Linked DNA regions of Gasterosteus aculeatus: region 1 is linked to region 2. Evidence: chromatin contacts called from public Hi-C data. All regions are on one chromosome and are shown on one strand. The core of a region is the stretch at or near the end of the contact, and the rest is flanking DNA. Distances in the headings are between cores, read along the strand shown.

Region 1 (2,881 bases), core at 107-2,606, 42 kb before region 2:
TCGCCTTTTATGCTTAGAACGCTGTTGATTTGTGTTTGTGTAGTCGTCATGGGGTTATTATTTTACGAGCAGTGCTGTTTTATTAATGTTACTTATTAAAAAGTGATTTGTTTGTGACGTTCAGTGTTGAAGCTATGCAGCGGTGATCAAAGGCAGGACTGAGCTCGGCCGCGTCCTGAGATGAAGCCATATTATTTACAGTAGTTGAAGGTCCACAACTGTTTTGGCAGCAATCAGATTGTGATTAAAGATCCAAAGAGGTAAAAGACACAAATACTGAAGACAGTGAGTGAAGGAACATAAAACAATTGTTTTATACAGAGTTCTTTTTTAAATGTCTATATATTTGTACGTGTTCATTTCATTTTGTAAAAAGCTTTGTTATTTATGTTTTGATGATGTGTTGTAAGTGTATCTTATTATAAACAACTTGCTTCCTGAATCTTATAAGATGTTATGTTGCCCGTGTGTTTGGCCGTTTTATACAAATACAAAACATTTTTAAAGTGATTTGTTGTTTTATGCATTTTTTAATCCCCTGTTTGTGTGGCCTGCTGCCAGCACGGTCTTTAAGCATCTGCAGTGCCTGGGAATCTTAAATCTTCCTTAAATCATTTGCAATTAGACTAAGTAGACTTCAGAGAGTATTGAGCTTCTGTTCTCCAGACAGATTGACATCAGCATTAAAGATTCACTGTATCGAAAACTGCCAAGTACCAAAAAGTGACAGTGAATACTCAGATTTCAATCTTCTTTTTCCATTTTTCCGTTTATTCTTCAAAACGTCTTCAAAACGTCATTGTCTTCTTTTGACCAACATTATTTGTTATTTTGGGATCTAAACTTAAAAAATATCCAACCACTCATTCTAACTATGTGCCCCTTTTTTTATAATGTAGCTTTTTTTGTCCCTATAATCCACCATAACATAGTTTCATGTAAAAATCTAATAATGGACCAAATTATTTTATTCATACGTGTGTGTATATTTTATGGGGGAACTGTTTACAACTCCGACACCAATACAAGGATCCAAACAATATGTATTTCAGAATGTGTTGGCCTGTGTTTCTTTTAAAGAAACACCGTATTCTGGAAAGTAAGTCAAATCAGTCACAAAAAATACACTATTTCCTCATAAGTTGCAGAAGAACAGCGGTGTGATGCAGCATAAAATAACGGGTTAAAAATAGCTTTACTAAATGTACTTAATTCATTTTATATTTCTCCTTTCAGATGTTCTGACGTGTGTGTGGACTCTGGTGACGCTGATAGAACGTGAGGGTCTCCCTCCGCGCGCGGGCCTCACTTTCTCTGCGAGTGGCGCGCCTGATAACGTTTACGCACGCGCACGCACACACACACACACACACACACACACGCAGGTATTGAGTTGCATTTGTTACCACCAGCAGGGTCCCGGTGGGTGTTCTGTGTGTGATTAGGGGGGCACACAACGCGCCACAAGTGTCTCTGGCACTCAAGAGTCAGCCGCTCTTGTCAGGAATGTCCGTCCCCTCGCGCGCGCGGATCATGTATGCGCCCGCTTTATTTTTAACCCGGCAGGGTGGGTCAGTCTGTGGCTGCCGGGAATGACCGTAGCCCCTCTCCCCTGGTCCGTACAGCCGTCCCCCACCCCCGTCCCCCCACCGCCCCCTCGCGCCCGCGCAGCACCGTGTCCGCCTCGCGCTGTGGAGATCGAACCTCGACCCCCTCCCGGCTGCTTCCATGGGATTCTAATTGGTTAGTTGGCAGGGAGAAGGCTCAAGGTAAACACTTTCGGACGGGACATCAACCAGAAGCAAGTAAGTGTAAAGTGAAAGCCGAGTTAGTTGTTTGTTAATTGAAATGATTAATCTTTGGCCAAATGGTTCCCGTCGGCGGTCACCGGACGGGGGCTCGTTCCGTTGGCCGCTGTTCTGCTGTTTGCGGTGCACTTAAAAAGTCTCCTCCGGTGCACCTGTTGGTCCGGGCCGCCCCGTTTCCCAAACGCGTTCACACTTAATTATGTTTTAAATGACGCGCTCTGCTATTAAAACGGCTCCTTTTTAACTCGAGTAGAACTTCGTTTCGGGGGTTATCAGATTGTCATCTTTTTGCGTGAAGTCGCTCGTTGGAAAATGCGCACTGTGACGTCACGGCGCATGTCCCGGCGTGCAAAAGTGCGCTCGCCAAAGGTTTTCCTCTGACCCTCAGTGGAGAAAGTATTTATTTACTTTATTCCAGTACAAGTGTGAGTGCTGCACTATAGAATGTACTACTATAGTATACACATACGTCCTTCAAAGTAAAAGTACACAATTAGTACCTACTTTAAAGTTCTATATTCAGAAAAAGGTTACACTACTATTACTTTGTTGGATGATTATTATTAACACTATTTGCTGTTACCTTTGCTATTATTACTGATCTGGTGGATGTTTTATTTGATATTTTAATCAGTAACAGTTTTTCATACTTTAAATGCCGGTCATTTATTTTTGTAGAATTACAATCTGTGAAGTAACAAAATCTGTCCAATGGATGTAGTGGAGTTAAAACCACAAAAGGCATATTTCCCTTTCCAATACAAAATGTGAATACTACTTCAAAGGATCCACTTATATTTCACCACTTATTGGAGCCTCGGCCCGGCATCAGGATTTCCTCTGCTTTTCTCTCGTCAAGCACCTAATGTAATAATAATAATAATAATGTGCTTATTCCGTGCTCGATGAGACGGGTCTGCTGGCCTCTGGAATAACGGAGAGCAGAAGAGACGCTCCCCCCTGGTTCCCCTTAAAAGGACAAGCGTGTGAGCGTGTCTCCATGTCTGGACCAGCCGCGACTTGTAAACACACTCTGAAAAACGGTTTACTATCGATTCATTATAACCCCGCTC
Region 2 (2,816 bases), core at 281-2,780:
TTTGTTTATGATTTGAAGACAAACAGGGTTAGTGTAATTACTACAAACAAAAAGCTAAATAGCCTTAAGCAAAACCGTCCAGGTGGTATTATGACTTTCCTCAAACACAACTGCAGATTATTTTGTATCGGTACAAATTGTCAAAGTCTCACCTCTTCTGCCATTTGCAGCATCCTCCGTGTGCTTTCCAGCGACTGTACAGAAGAAACAACAACAGGCGTTGGCGAATAAAAACATGGAAGTAAAATAAATAAAAATGGCAATAACCAAAACAACACATAGATTCATCCATTTTTAAGTCACTGCTGGTTTGACGTTTGTGGACATCAAAACCCAGAGAGCATCAGTGCTCACTTTGTACAACACACTGAACTAGGGAGGATTCGGTCCTCTCAAAAACGGCTTTTGGAAAGAATAACAGAATAGTACATTTCAATGTGGTCTCCACGGTTTGCAGTGATTATGGCTTATGCAGCTCACATAAAAAGGCAGAAAAGAATAATGAAGAAACCGTCTGATTCAAAGCGAGCAAAGTGCTGGATCCAACAAGTAATCAAAATTACATCAGTTGGCCCTTTTCACGTCAGCCATTATGGCACGTAGCATCAGCAATGGCCCTCATCCCATTTAGTGCGTCGGCAATACCTGAGCACCAGCATATCTAAGGCTTAATTAATGTAATTAAATGGCACCCGGGTTTAATCTGCAATGAAATGTCAGGATGGCAGTGGAACATTTGTACATCACTTCCTTGCAGTGCCCCCTCCACCCCCCACCACCCATCGTGGATACAACTAAATGAATTTGATGAGACCACTAATTAAACATTGAGTAATTTGATTTCAGTGACCAGAGTAGTTTCCAATCGAATAAACCCAAGAATATATATGACGGCAAACCCAAAGTGGAGGACAAGGGAATGCTTTATCATCAACATACATTGTTTAATTGTTGAAGTAAATGTATTTCACGATCGGCTCATTGTTTCAGCTCTAAAGCTTAAATGATTTGTTCAAGACTCTACACAAGATCCAGATTGTTAATGACTTTTAATATCCGCTAGTTTCTAAGATATTGACTGAACAAAACCAGGCATCACGAATATAAAACCTGCCCTTTTAGATGTTTTTGTACTGCATTTTTTTGTATTTTCTGACATTGTGGACCAACCAATGAATCGTTAAATAAGAGTTGTGAGCCGCGTTTAGAAAACTCATCCATTGACTGACTGACGGCAAATGAATCGAACTATTTGGACAAATAATTAAATCACTAGTTATTTTTATGGGAACCAAACCAGAAGAAAATATTCTTTATTAATGCCTTGCAATGGGGAGTATTACCTGTTCTTGAACGTGCATATTAAAACCCTCTGTGATTACGCAGTATGGATTTAGGACACAGCTACGGTTTTCTTGGACTAAACTGACACAAAAAGTTAAAACACACACACACACACACACACACACACTCACACACAGGAATGCAGCCCGTTCAGGTGAGTTGGGCCTTTGTGTCTCTATTAATAGCTGGCGCAGAGAAGAGGAGCAAAGCGCGGAAGTGACTCAGGGCACGACTCCATTGTTACCGTCCCCGATTAGCTGCTAACAAGAGAGAGCGGGGACCCGATTCCTCATCCGCTCCCTCTGCTGTGTTTGCTCTGAACACATTAAATCAGCGAGTTGAGAACCAGACAAACATGGAATTGGCGAGCGGGACGCGTTGAGCTCAGCCATGTTTTTGTTGTCTTGGTCAGAACATCGCTTGGGCGGATGAACACTCTGTGCCCACTGAAACTTGCCTAATTAAGCCCGAAATCGCTGACGCAGCCAAATCTTCCAGATTGTGGTGCCGTGACAGGTCTTTGGGATACAGACTAGTGGTATTTTTATCATTTGTTTGGGATGGCTTAAATGGAGGTACAGTTAGTGGAGATAAAGGAGAAGCCACCTGAACTACCGGACATGGACACCAGCCTCCAAATGAATGACAGCGCTTGTGATACGACTTCCTGAAAACAATCTTATCGTAACAAATTCAGATGTTACCCAGATACATAGAAAAGCGTGCTGCGAGTGGTTACCCAGAAGCCAAAGTGTTGGGAAACATTAGCAGAAGGACCCGCCCATGCACGCCCGTCCCTTCTATGAGCTTCAGCCGACCAGGCAGCAGTAAAAAAGGAAGAAAGAAGAGAAAATGCAGGTTAAGTCAGAAAGCTCAAATGGATAAACACGTTAAAAAAAAAAAGAAAAACACAGACAACTGGTACAGTCAAGATGACAGGAAGGGGAGGTGCAAAGCTACCAGCTTAGCAGGAATAAGTCCATTTGAATCAGATGGACGTATCGTGCCCTGGATGCTGATGAAACAATTATCTCCTTAATAATAAAATGCTTTGGTATAGCTGAGGGGAGGGGGGGGGGGTGTGTCAGGCTAAATTAAGTTAAAGCCTCAGACGCATCCTATTAATGCTTAGCATAATAATCACCTGCACACCCAACAAATCTCATTAGCCACCCACTGCTCCTTCAGTGATCCTGCATATATTTAAACAAACCCCACAATTGCATGCGTGTTATTTTTTCGACGTGTTAATGGGTGACCCAACATGTGCAGCCTTCAATGTGGTTGTGGCTAAAATGACTATTTCCCCATAAGAATAGCACACTGAGAAACTGAACGTAGAATGGATCACGGTGTCCGTACGTGTTAATTAGTGAGCTTTAGGAGACGCTGATGGGAGGATCAGATGGACCGGAGACAGAACGCAGCTAGCCGCTCACGCCAGTTTCCCCCCATACAGCCACGATAACAGA

Evidence for each region. Hi-C and Micro-C count contacts between places; a contact is called where the count stands out from the background.
Region 1: a Hi-C map of skeletal muscle shows a contact between it and region 2, with 3 times the contacts expected there. The contact joins the promoter of sptb here to the enhancer-like site in region 2. A contact is called at or near these places in 2 of 6 Hi-C or Micro-C datasets (both in skeletal muscle).

What each region holds. Positions count from the first base shown.
Region 1 is chr15:11,732,982-11,735,862 of fGasAcu3.hap1.1, reverse strand. sptb (spectrin, beta, erythrocytic) reads left to right here and starts at 1,356. Exons shown (of 37, transcript XM_040200513.2): 1 at 1,356-1,805. stard9 (StAR-related lipid transfer (START) domain containing 9) reads left to right here. Exons shown (of 32, transcript XM_078089661.1): 32 at 1-510.
Region 2 is chr15:11,691,340-11,694,155 of fGasAcu3.hap1.1, reverse strand. snap23.1 (synaptosome associated protein 23.1) reads right to left here. Exons shown (of 8, transcript XM_040200515.2): 3 at 153-194. Among protein-coding and RNA genes, the nearest start is that of snap23.1, 5.6 kb to the right of the region's middle. Within about 2 kb of position 1,530, at least 3 of the 9 cell types and tissues checked have open chromatin away from gene starts, as enhancers often do.